4 separate regions of the Sus scrofa genome follow, and all the other regions are linked to region 3. The links are chromatin contacts, called in public HiChIP or PLAC-seq and promoter capture Hi-C maps. All regions are on one chromosome and are shown on one strand. Each heading gives the region's core, a stretch centred on a gene start, on an enhancer-like site or on the middle of the called end of the contact. The rest is flanking DNA. Distances are from core to core; before and after follow the strand shown. Region 1 holds the start of TMEM126A (transmembrane protein 126A). Region 2 holds the start of DLG2 (disks large homolog 2). Region 3 holds the start of HIKESHI (protein Hikeshi). Region 4 holds the start of CREBZF (CREB/ATF bZIP transcription factor).

What was found. Promoter capture Hi-C pulls out the DNA fragments that hold promoters and counts their contacts. HiChIP or PLAC-seq counts read pairs in DNA pulled down with a chosen protein or histone mark.
Region 1: an H3K27ac HiChIP or PLAC-seq map of alveolar macrophages shows a contact between it and region 3. The contact joins the promoter of TMEM126A here to the promoter of HIKESHI in region 3. A contact is called at or near these places in 1 of 47 Hi-C or Micro-C datasets (epiblast stem cells) and 1 of 2 datasets of contacts at active chromatin or transcription factors (alveolar macrophages).
Region 2: an H3K27ac HiChIP or PLAC-seq map of skeletal muscle shows a contact between it and region 3, with 5 times the contacts expected there. The contact joins the promoter of DLG2 here to the promoter of HIKESHI in region 3. A contact is called at or near these places in 2 of 5 promoter capture datasets (fetal liver and fetal skeletal muscle) and 2 of 2 datasets of contacts at active chromatin or transcription factors (alveolar macrophages and skeletal muscle).
Region 4: a contact with region 3 is called in a promoter capture Hi-C map of liver, with 10 times the contacts expected there. The contact joins the promoter of CREBZF here to the promoter of HIKESHI in region 3. A contact is called at or near these places in 1 of 5 promoter capture datasets (liver) and 2 of 2 datasets of contacts at active chromatin or transcription factors (alveolar macrophages and skeletal muscle).

The regions. Positions count from the first base shown.
Region 1 is chr9:19,572,254-19,579,318 of Sscrofa11.1, forward strand. It overlaps TMEM126A (transmembrane protein 126A), which reads left to right and starts at 4,046. Exons shown (of 5, transcript NM_001243592.1): 1 at 4,046-4,136; 2 at 6,586-6,716. The coding sequence starts at 6,628.
Region 2 is chr9:19,543,642-19,551,001 of Sscrofa11.1, forward strand. DLG2 (disks large homolog 2) reads right to left here and starts at 3,776. Exons shown (of 27, transcript XM_021102307.1): 1 at 2,058-3,776. The coding sequence starts at 2,076. It overlaps TMEM126B (transmembrane protein 126B), which reads left to right and starts at 4,023. Exons shown (of 6, transcript NM_001243600.1): 1 at 4,023-4,114. The coding sequence starts at 4,034.
Region 3 is chr9:20,177,820-20,184,621 of Sscrofa11.1, forward strand. HIKESHI (protein Hikeshi) reads left to right here and starts at 3,368. Exons shown (of 5, transcript XM_013979233.2): 1 at 3,368-3,618. The coding sequence starts at 3,589. LOC106504836 (a long non-coding RNA gene) reads right to left here and starts at 3,286. Exons shown (of 4, transcript XR_001298678.2): 1 at 3,118-3,286; 2 at 2,581-2,680.
Region 4 is chr9:19,593,725-19,600,973 of Sscrofa11.1, forward strand. It overlaps CREBZF (CREB/ATF bZIP transcription factor), which reads right to left and starts at 1,390. Exons shown (of 5, transcript XM_013979210.2): 1 at 17-1,390. The coding sequence starts at 1,077.

The DNA of each region.
Region 1 (7,065 bases), core at 2,796-5,295, 600 kb before region 3:
AGATGGCCCAGAATCTGGGCTATGAATATCAATAAATTTAAAAGGATTCAAATCATACAAACTATATTCTCTGACCACAAAGAAAAAGAATTAGAAATCAATAACAGAAAAGCATGTGGAAAATTTTAACTATTAGGAAATTAAAACAATTCTAAATAAACCACAGGGCAAAGAAAAAAGAATTTATAAAGTATTTTGAACTTAACAAAAAAAAGTATTTTAAAAGTACTTTGAAATAAACAATATTTCAAAATCCATGGGATATAGTTAAAGTACTTGGAGGGAAATTCATAGCACTAAACGCCCCCATATGGAGAGTATATAGAGAGAAAAACATCTCACACCACTGACTATCAGATTCCTCCTTAAGACACTAGAAAAAGAGGAAGAAGTTAAATCCCAGGTAGGAATAAGAAAGGAAAAATATAGGAGTTCCCATCGTGGCTCAGTGGTTAACAAACCTGAGTAGCATCCATGAGGATGCAGGTTCCATCCCTGGCCTCACTCAGTGGGTTAAGAATCTGGCATTGCTGTGGGCTGTGGTGTAGGTCGAAGATGCAGCTCAGATCCCGAATTGCTATGGCTGTGGCCTAGGCCAGCAGCTACAGCTCTGATTTGACCCCTAGCCTGAGAACCTCCATATGCCACCAGTGCAACCCTAAAAAAGACAAAAAAAAAAAAAAAAGGAAAAAAAAAGAAAGTAAAAATGCAGATCAAAGCAAACTACAATCAAATTGAAAACAGAAGAAAAAAAAAAAACCCAAATAAATAAAAAACTAGTTGAGAAGATCAAAAAAAATTTAAGCATTAGGCAGACTGATCAGACATAAAAAAGAAACAAATGGAGTTCCCGTCATGGTGCAGTGGTTAACGCATCCGACTAGGAAGCATGAGGTTGCGGGTTCGGTCCCTGCCCTTGCTCAGTGGGTTAACGATCCGGTGTTGCCGTGAGCTGTGGTGTAGGTTGCAGACGCGGCTCGGATCCCGCGTTGCTGTGGCTCTGGTGTAGGCCGGTGGCTACAGCTCCGATTCGACCCCTAGCCTGGGAACCTCCACATGCCGCGGAAGCGACCCAAGAAATAGCAAAAAAAAAAAAAAAGAAAGAAAGAAAAAGAAACAAATGACCAGTTACAAGAAAGAGTGATGTGGCCATGCATTACAGATTCCACAGATTTTAAAGGATAATAAATGTGTATTATGAAATAAACAAATAGGACCCGATTAAACTGAAAAGCTTTCGCACAGAAAAAGAAATCCTAAGCAAAAACAAAAAGAGAGCCCAAAGAATGGGAGGAAATATTTGCAAATGAAGTGACTGACAAGGGATTAATCTCCAAAATATATAAAAAACACCTGCAGCTCAATACCAAAAAAAATAAATAAATAAAAGACAAAGAATGGACAGAAGATCTTAACAGACAGTCCTCCAAAGACATACAGATGGCCAAAAAACACATGAAAGGATACTCAACATCACTAGTTATTAGAGAAATGCAAATTAAAACTACTATGAGGTACCAGCTTACACCAGCCAGAATGGCCATCATCAAAAAGTCTACAAACAGGGGAGTTCCCATGGTGGCTCAGTGGTTGGCGAATCCGACTAGGAACCATAAGGTTGCGGGTTCGGTCCCTGGCCTCGCTCAGTGGGTTAAAAAGATCCGGCATTGCTGTGAGCTATGGTGCAGGTTGCAGAAGCGGCTCAGATCCTGCGTTGCTGTAGCTCTGGCGTAGGCCGGAGGCTACAGCTCTGATTAGAACCCTAGCCTGGGAACCTCCATATGCTGCAGGAGCAGCCCAAAAAATGGCAAAAAGACAAAAAAAAAAAAAAAAAAAAAAAAAAAGCCTACAAACAATAAATGCTGGAGAGGGTGTGGAGAAAAGGGAACCTATTACACTCTTGGTGGGAATGTAATTCCTACCACTATGGAATACATTATGGAGATGCCTCAAAAAACTAAAAATAGAATTACATTTGATCCAGCATTCCCACTCCTCAGCATCTAGCCAGAGGAAACCATGACTCAAAAATATACATGTACCTCAGTGTTCATTTAAGCACTATATATAATAGCTAAGACATGGAAGCAACTTAAATGTCTGTCGACAGAGGAGTGGATAAAGAAGAGGTGGTACATATACACAATGGAATATTATTCAGCCATAAAAAGGAATGAAATGATGGCATTTGCAGCCGAATGGACCTAGAAATTATCATGCTAAATGAAGTTAGGCAGACAGTGAGACACAAACATATGCTATCACTTATATGTGGAATCTAAAAAAAGGATACAATGAATTTCTTTGCAGAACAGAAATTGACAGACTTTGAAAAACTTGTGGTTACCAAAGGAGACAGGGTGAAGGGGGAAGGATGAGCTGGGGGTCTGGGATGCAAATGTTGTAAAACTGGGTTGTGATGATGGTTGTACAACTATAAATATAATAAACTGAGTTAAAAAAAGGTATATTATGAACAATTTAAGCCAGTAAATTTGAGAACTTAGATGAAATGAACATTCCATCTCGTCTGGTGAAGAACTGATTTTTTGTAAAATCTCAACGTACTAAATTGCTTTTATTGCTCCAGAATGGCATACTGCAGATACTGTACAGCATGCACATTTATTAACTTCAAAATTAGCTTCAAACCATTAAAAATGAAATTGTGGAGTTCCCGTCGTGGCGCAGTGGTTAACGAATCTGACTAGGAACCATGAGGTTGCGGGTTCGGTCCCTGCCCTTGCTCAGTGGGTTAATGATCCGGCGTTGCCGTGAGCTGTGGTGTAGGTTGCAGATGCGGCTTGGATCCCGCGTTGCTGTGGCTCTGGCGTAGGCCGGTGGCTACAGCTCCGATTCGACCCCCTAGCCTGGGAACTTCCATATGCCGCGGAAGCGGCCCAAGAAATAGCAACAACAACAACAACAACAAAAGACAAAAAGACAAAAAAAAAAAAAAAAAGAAAGAAATTGTAATAAGAGTATAAAATGGAGTGTTGGGGAAAAAACTATTCATGCACACTGAGTTAACATCTAAAAACCTGGTTTTCCCCAACTGTTTGTTTATCTTAGAAACTTTTAATTGGGATGTACGCTGATCTTCTGCCGCGGAAAAGCACTTGTTTTCATTTTCTGGATCATCAACAAGCGAAGGATTGACATCTGATAAATCCCTCAGGGAAGGAGTTGGGGGCGGGGGGATTCTCCTCCTGCTCACTTCATCTATCAAGTTTTCCCTCTTCACCTTAACTATTGCTTTCTTCTTAGATAAAGCTCAATGATCTTCCAGGTAACCTTGGTAACGCTTTTATAGGATCCTCACACCTTTACAAAATAATCAATGATTGCGTTTCCTCTCCTGCTTTATAGATGAGGAAAGAGCCTGAGAGGATGAGGCTTGAGGCAGGGGTCTCCAGAAATTTGGTTCAAGACTTTGGTTCTTAATTGTCCTCAGGGAGCTACAAGACTCCCTCGCTCTGAAAAGTTTTCTTTCGCCTCATTCACCTACTCCTCCTTTTTATAAACAGTATTCTACTGGGCGGGGGTGGGGGGCGGAGAATGCTCCTGCTGGCACTTAAAGTGTTCGGATTTCGATGGCACAATCAACCAAACCGTAACATGGCACAAGAAGTTCAAGATCTAAGGGAGAACAGACAATCAATGGAGCAAAGAAATCTCAGGTACCTATCTCGTATGCCCAGGGCTATGCAGGTTTTTTTTCACATAGCCAGTGTCAATACATGAGACATAATCTAATGGTTAGGAAGTTTTAAGGAACTTACCAGAGGTAGATTTTCAACGAAAGAGACAACGAAAGGGGAAATCTGGAAATTTCTCAATTTCCGAAAGCTCTGTTCCGAGAGGCGGGAGTAGGTTGTAAGCAGTAAGTTCCCTGCACGGTAGCCAAACTTCATTGCTGGGAGGCACAGCACCTTCCCGACGAGGGAAGGTCCTGGGTGCAACCTCCCTCCTGGTAGCCCAATCACCAGCCGCGCGGCCCCCCAGTGCCCGCCCCGGACCGCGTCACGTGTCAGAAAGATGGCTGCGCCCGGGCGCGTTGCGCAAAGATTGGAGTGAACCTTCGCGTGGCTGAGGAAGACCAGAAGAGGCCCCGACTGCTGGAAGGAGAAAGTAAGGTACTGGTTCCGGGAAAAGGGGTGCAGTAAACCGCGCAATATCAAGAGAAGCTCGGCGTGGTGACGTGCTGTTCACCTGTAGCGCGGGAATGAGATCCCAGGACTTGAGTCGGAAGGGGAGAAGTCGGTTCTAGGGCACCGACACAGTCCCTTCACTTTCCACCCGAAAAGAAAAGGCCTTATCTTTAAATTAAGCCTAGGAGGAGGGGGAGAAAGACTGCTTGAATTTAATTCCAGGTTTACTGCCGATTTAGAGAGTCACCTTGACCTAATTTAATTTTGTCTATTTTAGGAGCTATCCTGAGCCATGAAAGGTAGCTAGTGCAAAAACCTTTTGAAATGTTTGTAATATTTAAACGTGGCATTGTCTTTGATAGGGACTTATTAATAACCGGGGTAATAACCGTGGCCTGCTCCTGGCTGCTTCATCAGAACTTTTACAAAAATAAGGGTGACTTTTAATATCTACGCCTTAGAAATGGCTAGTTCACAGAACCAGGAACCTCAACAATATGCAGAGCATGGAACAGAAAACTTTCTAGTGATAGCACTAAGCTGGACTTTCAAACATTTCAGACATATATACTGTACACTTTATATATACTAAATTTGATTTTTATATCTCACTCCAGCACCGCCCCTTACCCCCATCCCCAGAACACAAAATTATTCCTAATAATTAAACTAATATTAACTAATATTGCTGTAGGGCAAAGAGCCTATCATGTAACCAAGGCCCTCAAGAAATTTGCATCCAAGAAACACAGAGGTAAATTTCTAAGCCTACATTGTAGTACTTACGTTAATAAGTGCAGGGATATGAAATTTCAGTGCACTGAACATTTTCCTGGTCTCTCATATATCTACTGGCTACCCAGTAAATATCTGTTGGTGTGTAAATTAATCTCACAGAAAATGAATGATGAACCAAGAAAATTTAATTTCATAAAACCACGTCCTGGAGTTCCCGTGGTAGTTCAGCAGAAAAGAACCTGACTAGCATCCATAAGGACACAGGACGCAGGTTCGATCCCTGGCCTTGCTCAGTGGGTAAGGTTCTGGCGTTGCTGTGAGCTGTGGTGTAGGTCACAGACACAGCTCAAATCTGGCGTTGCTGTGGCTGTGGTGTAGGCCAGCAGCTACAGCTTCAATTCGACCCCTAGCCTGGGAACCTTCATATGCCACAGGTGCAGCCCTAAAAAAAAAAAAAGAAAAAAAAAAAGTCCTTTATTTCTGAACTTTCGCTTTTCTTAGCTCTGCTACCATGAAATCTTATTTAGTACTCTAAATCTTCAGGCTAAAATTCTTCATTCACCCATCCCCTTACTTCTTTATTCACCTCAACTAGTGCAGAGATAAACCACCCTCCAGTGGTCCAGAAGAAAGCCTATAGCTTATTTCCTCTGTACAGCCAGCCAGAATACCTTTTTTCTTTTTTTTGCTTTTCAGGGCCCCACTTATGGCGTATGGAAGTTCCCAGGCTAGGAGTTAAATTGGAGCTACAGCTGCCAGCCTATACGCCACAACCACAGCAACTCAGGATCTGAGCCAAGCCTGCTACCTACACCACAGCTCACAGCAATGCTGGATTCCTGACCCACTGATGGAGGCCGGGGATCAAACCCACATCCTCATGGATACTAGTCGGCTTTGTTTCCACTGTGCCACAATGGGAATGCCCCAAAATATTCATTATATTGAGTCACTTAATACAAGTATTTGACAAAAACCATTATGTTTCCTGTAAAGCCTAGAATATTTACTCTCTGGCCCTTTAAATAAGTTTGCTGACCTCTGCTCTAGAATACACCTAGAAGTGCAGTTGCTGAGTATGTGTCTTCTACCTATTAAATAATACCAAAATTCTTTTTGGGGGGCACAATTTATGCTTCCACCAGCAGGACGTGAGTTTCAGTTACCTTACATTCCAGTCAATAATTGAAATTTAATTTCTATTTCCCTGATTATAGTGAGGTTTGGCTTTCTTCTTTATGAAGTCCTGTTCAGATCTTTTAAAAGTTTTTCTATTAGGTTGCTTGTTATTCTTATTGATTTGTATATTCTGGATACAAACTACTCCTTTGTCAGTTACATAGCAAACATTTGCTCCCACACTAGTTTATCTTTGTGGTATCTATTGATAAACACAAGTTCATTTTAGTTAATATTAGTTTAATATTAGCTTTATGTCTTTTATGGTTAGTGCTATTGGGAAATTTAAAATATTTTTAAGTGTTACAAAGATTTTGTGTTTTTTTCCTACAAGCCTTATGTGTTGTGTTTCATATTCTGGTTTCAATTCACATAGAATTGGGTTTTGAGGGGGAGGGTAGTGTTTAGGCATTAATTTTTCATATTATGAAATCAAGCTGTGGCTAATTTTTTAAAAAATTAAATATTTATGGTCTTCAGAAGGTTTTTTGTAAGCCTTTTTGCTGTTTTTCTATAGATATACATCATCAAAAAATAGTATTTTAATTTAAGGCTCAAGATGGAAAATCATGAACCAGATGATACAATCAAGGAAAACTTAATTGATACCATAACCAGAAAAACCAACCAACTTCCAGAAGCAGAAAGGTAAGATCCCTTCTTAATTAAATCATTGTTATCAGGTAGATTTTCATCATTGATTCATCTCAAATTTATTTGGTTTGAATATAAATAACATAGAATGTCAGAAGGAAACTGAATTTTTTTCTTGCATTGATGAGAAAACAAAGGCCCAGAGAGATTAACCATTTTACTTGAGGTCGAGGCTACAATTCATTTCTTTGGACGAATCTTTTTGGACACATGATAGTTCTTTTTTTTTCCATTTGGCTTAGAGTCAAATGTAAACACTTATGGACTAATTTAAATAACAAAACTTTAGGTTTTAAACTGTTTTTCCTATCACCATGCTTACCAGTCTAAGAGTGCACCATGT
Region 2 (7,360 bases), core at 2,526-5,025, 630 kb before region 3:
TACGACCTATGCCACAGCTTGCAGCAACTCAGGACCCTTAACCAACCAAGCAAGGCCAGTGATCGAAACTGCATCCTCAAAGAAACAACGTCAGGTCCTTAACCTGCTAAGCCACAACAGGAAATCTGTTCTCAACACTAACAGTTTTAAAAGATTTTTAAAAAGATGTTTCTCCAGATCATTCATATATTAAATTACATAATGCATATATTTTAGTATAATCCAAATACACACTTATTTTGCTAATTAGAATTTGCTTCCTTTCCAAATTGGATCCATTGCATTCAATCCACTGCTAAACAATAAAGAAGGATGAGAAAAGGAAAGAAAGAGGGAGGAAGGAAGAAGGGTGAAGGAAATAACTATTATTTCTTATAAAGTATGGTTTTCAATACTGTATCATAAACTTTGGTAACTTCCTTTAAAGATAGGAACTTGGAATAAATTCAGTCTGTTGGGTTTAGGAAACTTAAGTCCACTCTGCCTAGTTAAGTTATACCTAAAACATCAGGGTCCTTCCCCCTCCTCTTTCCCTGATACTATTTTATTCCCTACCTCCTCTCTCTTTGCCCTTCCTCTTTTTCTCCCTCTCTTCTCTCTCATACACACACACACAATGTGTTTAATTAATTACTAGGATGAAATAAGGTAGACCAAAAGGGACACTAACTAGAGCATAATAAATGGCAGACAGAATAGAAATACACAGCAAGCTAAATAAGTCAGAGACATATCGTTCATTGGCTCCATTCCCCAAACCATTCAGGTTCCAAATAAACCCACTGTATCAGAACAGGTGTGGCTCCAAAATATTATGGAGAGTTAACTTCTCTCGATGATACTGAGGTGGAGCAAAAAAAAAGGAAACAAGCCCAGTCTTAAATCTCAGTGTATAAAGGGACATTTCTAAATGCTTCAGAGGTTTCATATATCACTGGCCATCCATCAATAGGATAAAGACTCTCACCAACTGTTTCTTCAATGCACCTTCCAAATCCACAGGTAGGATTAAACATCACAGAGAGCCAGGCGGCATCTTAACCTTAACCCTAAGATTAAGTTTCAGATTGTAACAACTCACATAACCGTTCAACATTTGGATCTGTACTCATCCACCACAGTAGAGTTCAAGGGTGTTGATACAGATTTTAGTTCAAAACTCTTAAAGAAAAAAAGGAAAAACTCTTTTATAGTTGATCTAATCTTCTATACCATGTCAGAAAAACAAACTGGGTTCACTAAAATCCTTAGCAACAAAGCTCACCTGGGATAGATCTAGGCCAAAGTGAACCCAAGGTGCAACCTATAATAAACTATACAGGAACCCACTGGATCTTGATCAGCTGGAGGGGTGGGGAGTCAGGGGTTTACCTCATTTGGGGAATTTGCCAATCATGTTATTGGATAATGCACACATCTGGAAAAGCACAAGTTAACCAAAGGTGTGCTTTATCACAAAAGTGTAGATTTACACTAGAATAAACCCAAACATGAAATCTCTTTTTAATCAAAAGATAAATAATAACTCTAGAACTGTGTTCAGTTCAAAAAAACTTCTTTTACAACTATGTGATTCGCTTGATATTAAATCCATGAGAAAGAACTGCACTGTTTCTTTTTTAAAGATCTTGTAAAAGTAACTTTTAGCAAGCTAAGAAAAACAAAAATAAAAAAAAGCTAAAGCATAAATCTACTCATGTCGCAACAAAAATAAAACTGTAACTGCATTATAATCTAAGATGACTGATTGCTGAAAAAAAAAAAAAAAAAAAAAAAAGAAAATCCCCAATTTGTGCTATCAAATTCAAGCTGATTATAAATGGTGATTTAGACCACCTGACTTACGAAAACACAAATGTCTATAATTAAACACTACAGTCCTGCTTCATTTTCACTTAGCAAAATATTACCAAATCATGAACCACAGAAAAGACATTATTACAATAACTATATCCCAAGCAAAATTTTACTCTCAAACGGAACACAATTTGAACTGCAAATACCAGAACCAAGAAAAAGGAGAAGCATATTATTATATAGGAAGCCTCTTAGCCCACCTCTCTTCTTGACTGGCATTCTTGGGTCTTTCGAAGGCCACAGGAGTCAGGATCTCTTTTCAGGTATCAACTTGATCCAGCTGGATGGAGGCCAAGAGCCAGGTAACTGTTGCAAACCACTTTACTGTTGGAAATCCAGGCTGTCTTCTCTTTCAAATAAGGAAAAAATGATGTATTCTTCCCACAAACTTTGACACTGCTGCCCACAGAGTTTAAAGAAAAATAGCTTTTGAGTTTTTCGGTGTTTATAAAATGTTTATTTTGTTTAAAAAGAAAATTATTGTCAGCGTAGAAAACATTATTAAAACTCCTCTTCAGGCAGCAACATTTTGGAAGTTCAATGACTAACTCAATTAAGGCACAAACCAAATTTACACAGCTGTCTCATTACTTAATACATGCTCAAATTCAAAAATGAACTCAATTCTTTAGAGAAAAACGTAAAACCCTCACACCCCCTCCAAAAAAAATGCTTTAAAAACCTCTTTTTAGACTCTAGCCTCTAAAAAGGTGGGTGAGTTTCGACAGTTTTCTGGGGCAGAAGACAGACTGAAAGGCCCCCCCCCCCTTCTGTTTACTGGACCACAAGTTCGGGATCTCACCCCCTCAGTAAGACAGAATCCAGCTTGCTGTCACTTTCATTTTTTTCTTCTGTGCTCTCCAAGCCCCTCAGGCTTGATCCTTAATGCCCCTCTGATTCTGATCCTCCCATGTATTAACCGAGAGGATTGAATAGAAGGAAAGCAATCCCTTGGCATGGAGACATTAAAGTGACAGTGCTACTCAATGGGCACTTGATGCAGGATGAGTTGGCGAAGATTTCTTCACACTGGAGTCATTCACATCATGCCATCTCTTCGCATCCAAGCAGCTCCCTGTCCGGCGAGGAAAAACACTGAGACTGTTCGAGGCAAGTCAAACCTTCCCCCAAAGGTGTTTTCTGAGACGCTGTAGTAGTAATAGGCATGTGAGCATAAGCTGTGCAAACGGTTCGCGGTTTCCTAAATGAGAGAGTTCGGCTGCTTGGCTTCCACATCCACCCTTTTTCTTTCAGTCTCTCTCCAAACTACCCACCTTGCTTTTGCAGAGAAGACAAGGAATCTCTCTGCTACCGCTGGCCACCCCTGCCCACACCCCGTTCTCATATAGAAGAGCACAAATGTCCTGCACCCTCCACGCGATGAAGTGTTTCCTCAGGCAGGAGAAACAGCAGCACTAGCAATTATATAACTCTCGAATTTGGCTTCTCTAAGACGTGGAGACTGGAGGGTCGGGGGCTGCTGGTCGGGAGATACTGCTGGCCACTGAACGTGCACAAAAGGGCGCCAGGCCTCCTTACAGCAGCGCCCCCCGCCCCGAAACATCGGCTGGCAAAGGGGGGGGGGTCTTCTCGGAGAGCCGGGGGGAGGGGTACAAATTTCTCTGTGGTCCCTTTCCAAGCGGGGTGAAAGGATGGAATATGAGGGAACTAAAAACTGAGGTGGAGAGTCTGAAGGCTGTGAGGACGAAGCTGGTCGGGGCTGCTCTGGCTGCCGGCTGGGGGTTATAGGGAGGAGGTGCCCGTGAAGCCTCAACACAAGGACCAGGCCAGAGGGGGAGCACCCTGAAGGAGTGAAAGGGGCGGGCAGCTCAGCCACAGCTAACGGAGGTGCCCTAAGGAGGGGAAAACGCGCAGCAAAATCCCTACGCTCGGACCGCCCCTTTGGGATGCTAGAATAGGGAGTTGGGCTAACAAATAGCTGGAGAAGGGAATGCGGGCGGGGAGGGGGGCGGGCCCACGGGCGTCTGGACCTCCTGGAAGCCAATGAGCGGCCCTAATTTCTGGATGCCGCGCCCAATCGCAACCAGGATGGAGGGCGCGGCTTTTGACTGGGTCGGGGCGGGCTGGGGCTGCAGGCGAGAGGCGTGAGCCGGCACCACTTCCCGCCCCGGGGGTTCTGGGTCCCCGCCCACCGCTGGTCACGTGAATCGCCAAAATGGCGGCGCTCGGACGTGGGGTTGGGGCTGACCTGGGAGCTGCAGAAGTGGGGCCTGTGGAAGCCGGAGAAGCGCCCAAGGTAGGTGGAAACCGAAGGTGGTATGCGCGGTGGCTTCTGCACCCTCACAGTGTTGGCAAACTTCTGAAATGATGCGTATAAAGGGGATTTGAAAGTCTAAAGAGAACAGCTCCGAAGTCCATACACGGCTCGGTTAAGTGCCCAGTTGCTTTGGAAAGAAGCGGAGAGAAAGTAGACTTGAAGTTTCTTCCTAATTGATGCTGTCTGTTTTCTCTTGCCTCGGTGCCTTTGCACCGGCCTTTCCCTCAGCTTGAAACACCTCCCTGCACCTATTTCCACTAGCCCCACCCCCCCCTCCAGATTTTCCTCTTTCGGATATTAGTTTAAATGCCACTTCCTCCGGGAAACCTACTCACACTTTTCCGTGGCTTGGTTCGGTTTGGCTTTTCTTATGTGTTTTGTTTTGTTGATGACACACGTTCTGCGTTTAAGTTCCCGGCCCTGTTGTCCTGACCTTTGCCTGGGTTTTGGGTTCTGAGAATACGATCACATCTTGCTTAACCGGGGGACTGTCAAATACCAGGTGAATGTTGAGTAAAGGATGAGTAAATTTTAAATAAAATTCTAATAAACCCACTATAAAGCCATAAAGTACTTTAGAAGATAAACCTACACACAGGCACTGTTACTGGTACAATCGTGGTGACCAGTTGAGTGGCCTTGCACTGGTTAACTTTTAGATAAAAAGTTGTTTATAGCGAAATCTTTGCATTTCAATACTTGTAAAAAGTGTATTAGAAAGTTACCAGTATATTTCTCTGCTTTAATAACAGTGCCTTCCCAAAACCAGGCACTCAATAAATGTTTGCTGTCCTGTTTCAGTATTTTAGGATCATAATCCTGGTTGTCTGTGTTCCCTAGATACTGAGAGCATAGACAGTGTAGATTGGTACAAGTCATTGCCTGGAAGTTTTCTTTGTGAGGGATGAGAGACTTCAGTGAACTGGATACCAGCAAAACAAAAATTTATCCAAAGTTTCTGGTTAATTATGTTACTGACATCTGCCTTAGATATTGCTGTAATCTTCATTCCCATTTACCATTTAGATGTCAGAGGCAAAAGATTACATCTAGTCCCTGAGAAACTGTGATTTGTACAATATTTTCCTTTTCTTTTTCTGTCCTCCCCCATTACTATTCATTGTGTAATACCAAAAGAAAGTTCAGAGGAGGAGTGCCCCACTGTGCACAGCAGAAACGAATCCAACTAGGAACCATGAGGTTGCGGGTTTGATCCCTGGTCTTGCTTAGTGGCTTAAGGATCCAGGTTGCTGTGAGCTGTGGTGTAGGTTGCAGACACTGCTCGATCTGGCGTTGCTGCAGCTGTGGTGTAGGCGGGCAGCTGTAGCTCCAATTCGACCCCTAGCTGGGAACCTCCATATGCCTCGGGTGTGGCCCTCAAAAGACAAAAAGACCAAAAAAAAAAAAAAAGCAAGAAAGTTCAGAGCCCATACCTTCAGGATGTTGATGCCATAGATGAACTGGCCTTTCATGATTAGGGTTAGGATTGGTACATATTATTTATTCAGCCAAATCAGTGATGTTCAGCATGCATCCATTGATCACTAGCATCAGAATCACTTGATGCTGTTAAAATTCAGATTTCTAGTCTTCACCTTTTTCTGTTGAATCCACATATCTCAGGAGAGAGCTCAAAAGACTGAATTTCAAATAAACTCCCCATATAATTCTACTTTATTATTATAGTTGATTTACACTGTTGTGTCAGTTTGTGCTATACAGCAAAGTGACTCAGTCATACAAACATATACATTCTTTTTTTTTTAATATTATTTCCCACCGTGGTCTATCCCAGCAGGTTGGATAAACAGCAGGACTTCATTGCTTATCCATTCTAAATGTAATAGTTTGCATCTACCAACCCCAAACTCCTAAAGCATCCCACTCCCTCCCCCCTTCTCCTTGGCAACCACAGTCTGTTCTCCATGTCTGAGTCTCTTTCTGTTTGTAGATAGGTTCATTTCTGCCATATTTTAGATTCCACTTGGAAGTGATAACATACGGTATTTGTCTTCTCTTTCTAACTTACTTACCTTAGTATGAGGATCTCTAGTTGCATCCATGTTGCTGCAAATGGCATTATTTTGGGGTTTTTTTTAGAGCTGAGTAGTATTCCATTGTATATATGTGCCACATCTTCTTAATCAGGTCATCTATCGATGCACATTTAGGTTCTTGTGCACATGAAATGCTGAGAATCACTAAGTATCCTCTGTGTCCATTATGCTTAATCCACACTGATTCCCTTGCCCAATACTCCTGAAATTTGAGAACTATTATTCTGTGTCCTTGACTATAAATGTTAAAATGAAGATTCATATAAATTGTGAAGGGCTATAGTTTTTTTTTTTTTTTTTTTTTTTAAATCTATTCTGGAATCCCATAATGCCAGCATGGCAAAAGATTTAACAAATATTAAGACTTTCCAGAGTTCCTGCTGTGGCACAACAAAATTGGTGGCATCTTGGGAGTGCTGGGATGTAGGTTCAATACCTGGCCTAGCACAGTGGGTTAAGGATCCCATGTTGCCGCATCTGCAGCTTAGGCCCCAACTGCAACTCAGATCTGATCCCTGGCCTGGGAACTCCATATGCCACGGAGAGGCCAAAAAAGGGAGAAAAAAAAAATTTTTTTTACAGAAATTTGAGAGTCTTACCCAAAGCAAAACATTCAGAAAGGATCCTTTCTGATAGTCTTGTTTGTTTTGTTTACCCCTACTTTCTGTTAAGATGCTACTGACCAAACCTCACGGTCCCTTGACATTGGCACCTGTCTATTGATACCTCACACTTGGGACAAAGGAACTTTCAACCCCTGGCGGCCAGTGCCATGGGTCCAGGCTTCCTGGTATACCCCATGGCAGTTTCCAGCAAAGGCCCTGCTTCTGCCCCAGGTGCTGCTAGCAGCTGGATACATATAATCCAGGTAGCCATGACCCACTACTGCCTCTTCCTAGCCTGGAACATTGTCCCTCTTTCTAATGTTTTTTCTCACTATTCTCCGAGGCCATCCCTGTTCTCTCCTACCTCACCAGGAAACTCAACATAATCTTCAAAATGAGCTCAGGCTTTCATGAGACACAGGATAGAGACCGTTGTCAACAGGTAGCTACTGTTTACTTTCAGCTTTGAAAAAGCTAGAGCATGGAGAACTACAAAAGACCTGGCTACCTTTGGGGAAAACAGAAATTCAGTATCTCAGTAAGATATCCTTCTACACTAAGCC
Region 3 (6,802 bases), core at 2,118-4,617:
ATTCCCTGACCAAAATTTCACTATGATTTGTTCTTTCTCCATGGAAGCATAGTCTGACAGCTGATAGGTTCTGCTGAGGTCCTAGGACAAGTTTTCCATGAATCTCTTTAACAATATAAGTGGATTTTAGCATTGGTTAAAATATCAATGTGAATGGGAGAATTCACCATCCAATGTCTGCCTATTTTTATTTCAGAGAGTTTGGTTTATTGGAAAGATTTTTTTTCCTCTGAAACATTTTTCTTCACTTCCAGACACTGTTTCTAGTTCTGCTTTCTTTAGTTACAAAGAACTGTTGTATTTAGAAGCAATATAGTTTGGTGACTAGAAGGCTGGATTTTATAGTCTGGAGAAAGAGTAATAAACTCATTCTTCTAATTCTTTATTCAATCTAGAACTAGATAGTTCACCAGCAACATGGAGAAGCAGCTCAAATTCCAGATAACAGACATTGGGCCAATTAATAAACAGACACTGTAGTTTATAAAAAAATTTTTTTCTAAGTTAGCTAGCTCTCAATCCATTAGATAAGACTGCTGCGTAAGAAGAGGAATAACTAATTATCGGGCAGGTCAACGGAGGTCCTATCATGGCTCAGTGCAAACCAATTTGACCAGCACCTATGAGAATGCAGGTTCGATCCCTGGTCTCGCTCAGTGGGTTGGGGCTCCGGCATTGCCGTGAGCTGTGGTGTAGGTCGAGGATGCAGCTGGGATCTGGCATTGCTGTGGCTGTGGTGTAGGTCAGTGGCTATAGCTCTGACTCAAGCCCTAGCCTGGGAACTTCCATAAGCTGCAGGTGTGGCCCTAAAATGACAAAAACAAAGAAAGAAAGAAATAATAATTATCAGGTAGGTCATTGAAAGATTCTTTTTTTTTTTTTTTTTTTTTTTTTTTTTTTTTTGTCTTTTTGCCTTTTCTAGGGCCGCTCCCATGGCATATGGAGGTTCCCCGGCTAGTGGTTGAATTGGAGCTATTGCCGCCGGCCTACGTCAGAGCCACAGCAATGCGGGATCCAAGCCACGTCTGCAGTCTAGGAGCAAGGCCCGGGATCGAACCCGAAACCTCATGGTTCCTAATCGGATTCATTAGCCACTGCGCCACAACAGGAACTCCAAGATTCTTGAAAAAAATATTTGAGTCAATTGGGAGAATATGTAAGAAACTGCAAATTATAGGCAGATAAAACAAGTTACTTATGCACAGAAAGACTGAGAAGTACTAATTGCTCAGAGAATCAACAGTATGGTTACAGTATGTAAAGGGAAAAACCTGGTCTCATTTCTGTTTCTCCTTTATTTTCACACTACTGCCACACTCACAACGCTTCTAAAACCAGATGTGGGTTTTTCCCTCACCAAGCAATTCTGTGACACTAGCTGGGTCTCCTACGATTTAGCTCAATTCTGACTCTGTCAAACTGGAGACAACACCTGGAGACAGCATCTGATCCCACAGGTTAAGGGCTGAGTCCCACAAGACTGCCCCCGTTCAGATGCCAATTGCAAGTAATTAAGTGCCTGGGTTACCCACAACTTTTGTCCAACATGGCTATAAACTGGAGGTTTCCATAACCTCCTCCCCTTCAATTTGATTATTGGATAGAACAACTCACAGAACTCCGTTTATTAAAGGATATGGTAAAGGATAAAGATGAAGAACCTGAACAACCAGATGAACAGATACACAGGGAAAGTCTGGGAGTGTAGGAGCATCTGCCTAGTGGAGTTGGGGTGTGTAATCTTCCTGGTATGTGGATGGGTTCACCAGCCTGGAAGCTCTCCAAACTCCATACTACTGGGATTTTATTAAGTCTTCCTCATGTAGGTGTGATCAATTGACCCCATTTCCGGCCTTTCTCCCCTCTCTATAGAATGGGAGGAGGGGCTGAAAATTCCAAGCTTCTAATCAGGCTTTATCTACCTGGAGACCAGACCACATCTAAGAACCCATCCAGAGTCCCCTCACAAAACAAAAGATGCTTCCAATGCACCTATCACTTGGGAATTGACAAGATTTTCAGGAGCCCAGTGTCAGAAACAGGAGGCAGAGACCAACATATTTATTTATTGTTTTCCATGGTACAAGGTGAGCGTGAAGACATGAAAAGTTGGGAAAAGTAGTAATGCCAATACTAACATTTTATTAAGCAACATTCTGGTTACTATTTAGTAGTTTACATGTTACCTTCATAACAACCCCATTTTACAGATGCCAAAAAAGAAGGCATGGTAGTGTTAGGTTAACTGGCCTAAAAGATTATACAGCTAATAAATGATAGAGACAGGCTCTGAATCCAGGGAGTTTGTCTGCCCTTCTGAAAATGGTGTCATAACGAATGGCCTTTTTATTCTGAAGATTCCGGGAATTCTTAGGTAGAAAGTTGGAGACAGTGACAGAAAGATCCTTTTCTATCTATTTGCCGTTGGCTTGGCTACCTCAAAGGAAAATCTAAGTTTATGGAGCTAAAATGGAAACCAGAGGACTGTTTCAAATACTCTGATCCTCCACATTACCTGAGCAAGTGGACTAAGTTCAGATATTTCAAGTTGGGCAGACCTTCACCGAGGGGGTATCTTACCTTCCTATCCAGAGGAAAGGGAACTGGAGCTGTGAAATGGAGAACGAGTGTTGTTGGTAGTCAGTACTTGATGCCAGTTCCTCTGGCTATTAACTTTTTTCTGCAAATGCACAGAGAAAAGAAAAAAGGCATTTTACAATAAAACGGCCATTAGCTAAGTACTGCCAGGTTCTAAGTGGTTATTTATAAATTTACTTAACCCTCACAGCAACCGTAGGAGACAAGCAAAATTATTATTCTTATTTAACAAATGGCATCATTAAAGCACAATTATTATAGAACTTGCTTACAGCCCCCCCCCCCAAACAAGTATATGGAGGAGGTAAGTCGGGCTGGAAAAAAGTACAATGAAATTGTAAATAAGTACACAACATATGATTAAGAATTAGTACTTTTCAGCTACCGTGTAGCAGAAGAAACTCGGACTTGAACCAGGACTTGGATTCAAGCTCCATCCCTGAGTCTAAGTGTAAAAATTTGGGGCTGGTCACTGCGGGCAATTTTCTCACCTACAAAACGCAAGACAATAATTCCTACCTCATAGGGTTTTTGTAAGGATCTAGCGTTTGTAAAAGCGCACTGTAATCTCTAAAATGTTAAACAAACGTGAAAAACAACTCCACTCTGCTTCGGACTCGTAAATTTGGGACGCGGTCAATCAACCCTAACAGGCAAATGCTCCGCTCTCCTTCCCGGAAGCCGGCGCAAGGCCCTCTGGGACTTGTAGTCTTATATGGGAGCTGGCGCTCCTTTCTCATTTGGGGAGGGGAGCAGCTGCATGTAAGCCCCGGAAGTACTTGTCGCTAGAGAGGCGCTCTGGTTAGGAGGGGAGGTCAGAGGTCGCGGGGGTAGAAGGCGTTCCTGCCGCTGGCCTAGTCGTTATGTAGTGGAGGGGTAGGCGCCCTCCTCCATGTTCTGGAAGGTTCTTGGTCTCGACTAGGGCAGAAGCCCCAGGACTTCTAGTCCCCGGCTTCGGGTCCCTGCCGGCTGAGCGGAGCCGCCGCCGCCATGTTTGGCTGCTTGGTGGCGGGGAGGCTGGTGAGGATGGGGTCGGGTGGTCTCAGGAAGCGGGCAGCACCCCGAGGGTGAGGCCCCGGGAAGGCAGGGTGCGCCGGTGCTAGGGGTGCGGGGGAAACCCCCTCACGTCTGCTTTCCAGCTGAGCATGGGGGTGGGGAGTGGGACGCTGGGGTGTTCGCTGTCTTTGCCCCCAGCGCTTTTCAGAGTCGTTTTATTAGTAGGCACATCTTTAGGTGCCATTTAGCGAGGGTGCATTATCTGAGCAATGCATGACTTTTGTCCACTTCTCATCATCTCAGCCTTCTCTGTAGCGCTAATTTGGTACCGCAGACTTAACCAAAGCTCCTGAAATGGTTACCATTTTCATGTTGTAGTTGAAGAACTTAAGCTTTGTTGGTAGTATAAAGATTTCGCCTGAGCTCATAAATGAGTTGCAGTAAATCTGAACCTAATTTGTAGCGTCCTGTTTGTATCGAAGATTAAGGTGTTTGGGTAATGTACAACTGCTGAATCTTTTTAGAAGGGACTTAATAAAAATATTCTTAAGGTAGTTGGAAGTTGGCAGCTAGAAACTTATGAAACTTAAGCGTGAGCCTACCTGAGATGACCCCAGAAGGATTTGAGCCGCGAGTGTCCTTATTGGTGGCTTAAAAAAACCCCACCTTAATGCATTGTTAGAATTAAATGAGATAAATACCTGGAATTGTTCAGGAATAATCGGGAGGATGAATCTTGCTTGCCTCCTTAGAAACCACTCAGAAATCCATTTCAGACCCGATTTCTTTCACCTAGAATGTTTTTTTTCCCCTCCCTGCTTTATTAAATATTGTAGCTCCTTTGTTGAATTGTTAAGGTTTTCATCAATTTCTGGCAATATGTTGTGAACACAGTACTGAGGAATCACAGAGATAAATTAGAGGTGGCTGTCAGAAAATCTGTCTCTGGAGTGACTGGGAGACCCCTTTTGGTGATGGTGGTAATTGTTAAAACTGGTGAGATGACTTTGGATTGCCCCTGCTCTTGATAGGAGAGATGAAATGACTAGCCTGGGATTGAGTCTGGGACTGGGATGAATTTCATTAGTCAGTGATATTTGAAATGTGTCTTTTTCTAAAGAGTTGAACTAATTTGGAATCCATGTTATCAACTAATTTGGAAGGACTAGGAATACCTGTGTCTATTTAGCTAACACCTGATCTCTGTAATGGATATCCAGTGGCAAGATTTTTTTGACGGTCTTTGACTCTTTAATTGTGAAGTTATTAGAAGAGACCTAGCGGTATCTCAACTCTTTAACTACATTACTCTCTTACTTTCTAAAGTTATGAACTCAGTTTTCTTTCCTGAAAATTTTTAAGTAAAAGTGAAACCTTTTTCCCGAGGTTTGAGGATTAGAGTGTAATAACACAGATTAACAGAATGGTGCCTTTGATAGGGTTGACATTTAAGAAATATTTATTTTGCCTGATGATTATTTCAAGACTTGTAATTACCGTAATTTTACATGCCTTTTAAGATTTATGTGCATGGCAAAAACTGGTAAGATTGAATTTAATACTAATACACACCATTTGGTTTATGTTCTTCCTTTGTTTTTTTTCTCTGTGTTTAAACCGAAGGGTCACTGCTGTGAGCTGTGGTGTAGGTCTGAGCTGTGGTGTAGGTCGCAGACGAGGCTCAGATCAGATCCCGCGTTGCTGTGGCTGTGACCTAGGCCTGCGGCTACAGCCCAATTTGACCCCTAGCCTGGGAACCTCCATATGCAGCAGGAAGCGGCCCTAGAAAAGGCAAAAAGACAAAAATAAATAAATAAAAAATAAACCCAAGGGTTTAATGATTTGGGGGTTACAAGTATATTTTAGGACTCAACAAATGAGGATTGACTGTAATTACTTCTGGATTGCTTACCTATTTTAATTACCTGAGATTCTTTACCCTCAAACTAGAAGATAAGGCTTTGGTGGTATAGTGTTTTGAACAGCCTTTCACCTTTTTATTACTCAATGAATTTATTACCTTTATAGTTGTACAATGGTCGTCACAATCCAGTTTTATAGGATTTCCATCCCACAACCCCAGTGCATCTCCCCACCCCCCAAATTGTCTCCTCTGGAGACTGTAAGTTTTTCAATGTCTGTGAGTCAGCATCTGTTCTGCAAAGAAGTTCAGTCCGTCCTTTTTTCTCATTCCACATGTCAGTGAAAGCATTTGATGTTGGTGTCTCATTGTATGGCTGACTTCACTTAGCATGATAGTTTGTAGGTCCATCCATGTTGCAAAAAATGCTGGTATTTTGTTCTTTTTAATGGCTGAGTAGTATTCCATTGTGTATATGTACCACATCTTCTGGATCCACTCCTCTGTTGATGGGCATTTAGGTTGTTTCCATGTCTTAGCTATTGTAAATAGTGCTGCAGTGAACATCGGAGTACATGTGTCTTTGCGAGTCATGGTTTTCTCTGGATAGATGCCCAGGAGTGGGATTGCTGGATCAAATGGTAGTTCTATGTTGAGTTTTCTGAGGAATCTCCATACTGCTTTCCACAGTGGTTACACCAATTTACAATCCCACCAACAGTGTACTAGGGTTCCTTTTTCTCCACACCCTCTCCAACACTTATTGTTTGTAGACTTTTGGATGATGGCCATTCTGGCTGGGGTCAGGTGGTACCTCAGAGTGGTTTTGATGTGCATTTCTCTAATCATGAGTGACGCTGAACGTCTTTTCACGTGTTTCTTGGCCATCTGTATGTCTTCTTTGGAGAACTGTCTGTTTAGATCTTCTGCCCATTTTTTGATGGGGTTATTTGTTTTTTTGGTGTGGAGCTGCAGAAGGTGTTTTTAATCCCTTGTGAGTTAATTCATGTGCAAAGATTTTCTCCCATTCTGTGGGTTGTCTTTTTGTGTTGTTTAGGGTTTCCTTTGCTGTGCAGAAACTTTTCAGTTTGATTAGGTCCCATTTGTTTCTTTTTGTTTTTGTTGTCAGTACTCTGAGAGGTGGATCTGAGAAGATGTTGCTGTCGTTTATGTCAGAGAGTGTTTGGCCTATGTTTTCCTCTAAGGGTTTTATAGTGGCTTGTCTTATATCTAGGTCTTCAATCCATTTGGAGTTTATTTTTGTGTATGGTGTTAGAGTGTTCTAATTTCATTCTTTTCCATGTGGCTGTCCAGTTTTCCCAGCACCGCTTATTGAACAGGCGAACA
Region 4 (7,249 bases), core at 140-2,639, 590 kb before region 3:
GATTACTTGACCCTACATTTTAAGAGAAGACGACGCCTTCCGGGCGCACGCTGAGCAGAACTCCACCGACACCTTATCCTTGTCCACATGAAGACACACTCCTCCGGCTGAGTCGTCCTCTTCCAGCAGGTCCTGCTGCTGCTTTCCCACCGGCAGCGCGTAGTCATGGTCCCCGGCGGGCGAGTCTCTGAAGAGCGAGGTGGTCAGCCGCAGTCCCACGCCGCTCAGCCGGCTCAGCAAGCGAGCCAGTCCGGTCTCGTTGGCTAAGACGGCCCGTAGGTAGCGACTCTCCTCCTGCAGTGCTTGGACGCGCTTGCCCAGCTCCCGATTCTCGGCCCGCAGCTCCTGGTTCTCGGCTGCCAGACCCCGGACTCGGCTCTCCAGCCCCATCACGTACTCCTTCTTCTTCAGCCGATTCAGACGAGCGGCCGCCGCCGCCGCCTTCCGGGGACTCTTTGTCGCCGCCTGGTTGTTGTCGTTGCCGCCGCTGCTGCCGCCGCCGCCTCCGGGGGACTTTCTCCGCCTCTTTTCGCCGCCGCCAGTGTCACTGCCGCTGCTGCAGCCGCCGATGCCGTTTAGCAGCCTCTGCAGCAGGTCAGAAAAGCGCTGCATCTCAGCGGCCGCGGCCTCGTCGTCGTCGTCCCCTCGCCACAGGCCACCGCTCTCCGAGCCTCCGCCGGACGAGGAGAGAGGCCCGGGCGAGCTGAGCCCGGGCTCCAGGTGCCAGTCTGGCTGCCGGGGGTCCAGCAGATCCGCCAGTTCCAGCCCGGACAGAAAGTCCATGTCCTCCGTTTCGTCCCCGGGGACGCTGGCGACCGCCTCCTCCTCCATCTCCTCGGGCGAGGGCGCGCGCACGGCCACGCCGCCGCGGCCCCCCCTCCCGGCCTCCGACTCGCCCTCGTTTCCGCGAGGCTGTTTGCGGCCAGGAGATCCGGCCGCCGCCGTCCCCTCGTCCTCCGCCGCCGCCCGGCTCAGGTCCGGGGGCAGCGAGAAGGTCGCGGCCGGCGCCGGGCTCTCGCTGCGGGTTGGGGAGTCGCTGCCCGAGGCCGCCAGCAGTTTGGTCAGGCTATGCCTCATGGGGCCCGGCAGCGGGCCCACGTAGGCCCCGGCCCCTCAGACCGGGCCTCGCGGGTCCCAAGGACCCAGAGCAGGTTGCCGGGGTGCAGGCCAGAACGAAGTGAAGGGGAAGGTCGGAGTCACCTCCCGCCCCCACTTGGCTGGTCGACCCCCCGCGCTGCGGCGGGGGGGGAGGGACGGGAGATCGGAGCGGCGAGGCCCAACGATGACTCGACCGCGCCACCCAGACAACGGCCTGGCCGGAAGTCGGTCGATCTCGGCCCGGCCCCTCCCACCACATTTCCCGCTCCACCAGGGCCTGGTATCGCGAGAGTTCTGTGAGGTCGAGAGTAGGAGTAACTCCAGATTTCCAGTGATGTCATAGTAACAGAGGCAAAAATAACAACAAACCTAGGATTTATCTAAGGAGTGGCCACTCCTCTGGGCCCTCAAGTCTCAGTCCCTGTATTCTAGCTTCCATCTGCAGTAAAACCACTGTCATTCGAAATGATCTTTTAGATACACCAAATTTATGAATTTAAAATTATCCTGATGATCAGATTCTTCTTGAAAATTATTCTTTTCTCCTTTCGTTATAACATGTGATTTTTTTCAAACACAGAATACTGGAAGAAAAGAGAGGTAAATAAGTCTTTCATATATAATTTAATTTTTCCAAGTTTTTATTTTAAAAATTTCCAAATATACAATATGTGAATATGTATGTAAAAGAATATTGCAGTATATACTCTAATTGAACACTACTACCCAATACTCAGACTTAACAGTTCAACAATTGTCCTTTTGTCAAATGTGCTTTATCTGTATGTAAAGGTTGGTAAAAACAATTTTTCTTTTTTGCAGAATCATCCCAAAGTTGCAGATAAGACATACTCCCAGAATTTCATACTTTCTCAGAATTTTTCATCTATATTTGAACATTAATTCTTCCAGATAACTTTATAACATTTTCCAAGTTCAAAAATAAGCTGGAATTTTCGTGGAAGTTGCATTAAATTTATTAATTTATTTTTCCCAGTTACTTTATGCATTTTTTGCTACTAGACTAGATTATTTCTTCTTTTATATTTTCTAAATGGTTATCATTGCTACATAGGAAAGCTGTTGATTTTTTTTGTTAAATTCTTAACTGATTCACCCACTGAACTTCCTTGATAGTTTTTATTTTTAGCTTATTCATTCAAATTTCCCTGGTAGACAATCATATCACCTTATTGTACATAATGACAATTTTGCCATCTTCTTTGCAATACTCACTTCATTGTACTGACTAATAATGAAATAGCACTTCCAAATTGATGTTAAATAATGCTTTTAATAACTAACTTCTGTGTCTTATTCCTAACTTGAACAGGAACACCTGTAGTGTCTAGCTGTTGATTTGAGATGGATGTTCTTACCAGGTTATACTCAGTTGTAGGAAATAGAAACCAATTCAAGTATTTTAAGCAGAAAAAGATGTAATGGAGAGAAGGTGCTTACAAAGTAACTGGAAGAACTAGAGGAGGGGCATTAGGCTGGGTGATCAAGAATGCCTCTCAGTATAGGGTGGCCAAACAGGCCTGACAGGGAGCAGCTATTTCTGCCCCAGTTGGGAACGTTGTCAATAGAAAGCTGGAATGTTGGCCTCAAGAATGCTGCTGCTGCCAGTACTATTGACCCCATGTATTAATTATCTATTTCTGCCTGACGAGCTACTCAAGACCTTGAAACAACAATAAATATTTGCTTACCTAGTTAGGGCTTAAAATAACAATAAACATTATCTCTCACAGTTTCTGTTGGTCAGAAATTTGTATGTACCTTGACTATGCAGTCTAGCTCTGGAATTCTCATGGTCTTCAGGAAGAATTTGGCTGGAACTGGTGTCATCTGAAGGCTTAGCTGGGACTAGAGGATCCACTTCCAAGGTGGCTGACAAGTTGGTCCTGGGGGAAGCTCAGTTCTTTCTCTGTGTGGGCCTTTCTCCAGGCTGTGCGAGTGTCTACACTGGCTTCCCCCAGAATGAATCACCCAAGAGACCAAGGAAGCAACAGCAATGTCTTTTATGATCTACCATTGGAAATCACTTACGATCACTTCTGTAGAATTCCCTTGATCACACCAATCAGACTTTACTCACTGTGGAAGGATATGAACACTAGGAAAAAGAATCATTAAGTGCTATCTTGGTGGCTGGCTACCATATCTCAAAAAAATAGTGAGTGAATGGACAGCTACTTGAAAAAGAATGAAATTAGAACATTCTCTAACACCATAGTCAAAAATAAACGAAATGGATTAAAGACCTTTATGTAAGATCAGAAACCATAACATTCCCAGAGGAGAACATAGGGGGAACACTCAGTGACATAGATTGTAGCAATATTTTTTTGGATCTGTCTCCTAGGGCAAAAGAAATAAAAGCATAACAAACAAACAAAAGCAAATGGGACATAATTAAACTTAAAAGCTTTTGCACAGCAAAGGAAACCATTGACAAAACAAAAAGAAAACTATTTGAAAATGATACGACAAAAAAGGGGCTAATATCCAAAATATTTGCAAATGATATGACAAATAAGGGTCTAATATCCAAAATATTTAAACACCTCATACAACTCAATATCAAAAACAAACAACACAGTTAAAAAATGGGCAAAAGAGGTGAATAGGCATGTCCCCAAGAAGACATACAGATGGCCAAGAGGCACAAGAGAAGACGCTCAGTACCACTAATCATTAAAGAAATGCAAATAAAAACCACGATATATTACCTCACACGATCAGAATGATGATCATTAAGAATTCCACAAATAACAAATGTTGCAGAGGATGTGGAGAAAAGGAAACCCTTGTACATTGTGAGTGGGAATGTAAATTGGTGCAGCCACTACGGAAAACAGTGTAGAGGTTCCTCAAAAAACTGAAAACAGGGAGTTCCCGTGGTGGTGCGGTGGTTAAGGAATCCAACTAGGAAACATGAGGTTGTGGGTTTGATCCCTGGCCTTGCTCAGTGGGTTAAGGATCCGGCGTTGCTGTGAGCTGTGGCTGTAGGTCACAGACACTGCTCGGATCTGGCATTGCTGTGGCTCTGGTGTAGGTTGGCGGCTACAGCTCCGATTGGACCCCTAGCCTGGGAACCTCCATATGCTGCGGAGAGCGGCCCTAGAAAAGGCAAAAAGACAAAAAAAAAAAAAAAAAACAAAAACAAAAACAAAACAAACCTGAAAACAGAATTACCATATGATCTGGGTGTGTCCCCCTAAAATCTCACTAATTGGAAAGGATGTATACTCCCCAATGTTCATAGCAGTGCTATTTATAATAGCCAAGATATGGAAGCAACACAAATGTCCATTAACAGATGAATGGATAAAAAAGATGTGGTATATACATATAATGAAATAATAGCCATTAAAAATAATGAAATTCTGCCATTTGCAACAGTGGGGATGGACCTAGAGAATATTATGCTTAGTGAAATAAGTCAGGTGGAGAAAAATAAATACTATGTGTTATCACTTATATGTAGCATTTAAAAAATAAAACAAACGTGTATATAATAAAACAGAAACAGACTTACAGATATAGAAAACAAACTAGTGGTTACCAGTGGGGAGAGGGCAGTGGGAAGGAGGACCGTGAGAGAGATATGGGATTAAGAGATACAAACTGCTATGTATAAAATAGATAAGCAGCAAGGATATACTGTATAGCACAGGGAAATATAGCTATGGTTTTGTAACAACTTTAAATGGAGTAAAATCCATAAAAATATTGAATCACTATGCTGTACACCTGAAACTAATATGATATCGTAAATCACCTATACTTCAATAACAAATAAATAAATAAAACTAGTAAATGAATACTAGGATGTTGTTGCAGAAAAACCCAATGTCCCCAAGACTGTGCTTGGCAGCAAGAAGAGCCAAAGCAGGGAGAAAGGATGGCTGTCTAATTTGCAGCTTCCAAATATAACTACAGGGAAATCTGGCAAATATGGTTTGATCTGCGGTTTCTTTTGTTTTAGCTTTTCCATTTCTGCAATACTGAAAAGCACATTAAAAACACATTAGGGGAGTTCCCGTCGTGGCACAGTGGTTAACGAATCCGACTAGGAACCATGAGGTTGCGGGTTCTATCCCTGGCCTTGCTCAGTGGGTTAACGATCCAGCGTTGCTGTGAGCTGTGGTGTAGGTTGCAGACGCGGCTCAGATCCCACGTTGCTGTGGCTCTGGCGTAGGCCGGTGGCTATGGCTCCAATTGGACCCCTAGCCTGGGAATCTCCACATGCCGCGGGAGCGGCCCGAGAAATAGCAAAAAGACAAAAAAAAAAAAAAAAAAACACACATTAGGGAGTGCCTGTTGTGGCTCAGTAGGTTAAGAACCCAACAGGGTGTACATGAAGATGTGGGTTCAATCCCTGGCCTCATTCAGTGGGTTAAGAATTGCAACGAGCTGCAGCGTAGGATGCAGAAGCAGCTCCATTTCAACCTCTGGCTCAGGAACTTCCATATGCCGTAGACACAGCCATAAATAGAAAAAAGAAAAAGAAAAGAAAAGAATACATTAAAAGAGGGATTGAAATAGATGATGAGTACCAATCTATCAAATGCTTTACAAAGACCATGACATAATTGTACTCCATCACCAATACATACATTTATTAGATTTTCCATAGCAGAGAGTTGGAGTAGAGATGGTGGGGAATGCAGCTAAATCAGGGTTGGGGTTTTGCTAAATGAATACAGCAGAACAAGAGTGCTACAGAGGCTGGAGTGCTCACTTTAACACAGTTTACTTGTGCATTCATGAAGTATAATCTGTAAAGGGTAGGAAATAAGATCATGAAAAGATTTTACAATTGGATGAAAATTGAAGACTCAAAAGACTGACAGTATCTAGGGTATTGTAGGATTATGTTTACAAGCACTACATAATTGCATGGATTATATGCAATTCTCTGTGTACTAGCTATATTTCCATTTCTTTCGTCTCAAAAAAAGCATTTCTACACTTGATCTTAGCCAAAAGGCCGAGAAGCAATTTAAAAAAAAAGCATTTCTGAATGCAAATGAATGAGTTATAGTATTATGGGCTGGAATCGGATTTATTTTATTTTAAAATGACCAACATTGGTAACCAACTAAAATAGTAAGAAATCACTGGTATGCCACCCAACTAATCAAGCCCCACAATTGTTGACCCTGAAGCTGACACTTGCTGCTTTGGTGGGGAAAGGGACCACAGGTGTAGAAGCTTGGGCATTAGAGATTTGGAAGGATAGGAGCAAAGCTTTTTATGTTCTGATGGAAAGGACTCCACTTCTCAGGTGGGAAAGTGTCTTCTCTCTCACCCACGGGCACCCCTGAACCAGAACTTGGTTAAGCTCATTGCCAGTTTCTAACCACTTCTCTTCCTCCCTCCTTCACAAACATCAGATCTCTATTAACTTTTTAAATATCGAAAATCTGCAGTCATATACAGAGCTACAGAAAAGAATATGCTGAATCCCTATATACTCCTTCTCCAAATTTAAGAATTATCAAAATTTGCCACACTGCTTCATCCACTTGCCCCCTTTTTTTTGAAGTATTTCAAAGTAAAAATCATTGACATCATGTCATTTGATCCTTACACATGTCAGCATACATTTTTAAGTGTAAGTTCATCTTTTTCTGTAACCACAATGTCCTGATTGCACCTAGTCAGTTGTTATGCATTTCTTGGTATCATTTAACCCAAGTCAATATTCAATTGTCGCAAAAATTTCTAACTACAGATGGCTTGATGGAATGAGGATCCAAACAATGCGATACATTCTTTATATCTCTCAAACCTCTTTTACTCTAGGACAGCATCCCTCTACCCCTTGTCACCAGTCCATTTGATTTTTTGAAGAAGCCAGATCAGTTGTCCTGTTGAGTATCACTTATTCTATATTTGTCTGTTTGCTTTCTCTGAATGCTGCTTTACTTCCCCCTGCCCCCAGCTCCATCATTCCTATAAGCAGAAGTTAATTCTCAGGGCTTAGTTAGCTTAAGGTTCAACATTTTTGGCCAGACTACTTCCTAGGAGGCACTGCTCTGTATGGTGCATCACATGGGGAAGCATGTAGTGTCTATCTTTGCTGGTTTTAGTGAAGCTAAGATTGATTGATGTTTTCAAATGGGGACAGCGAAATTCT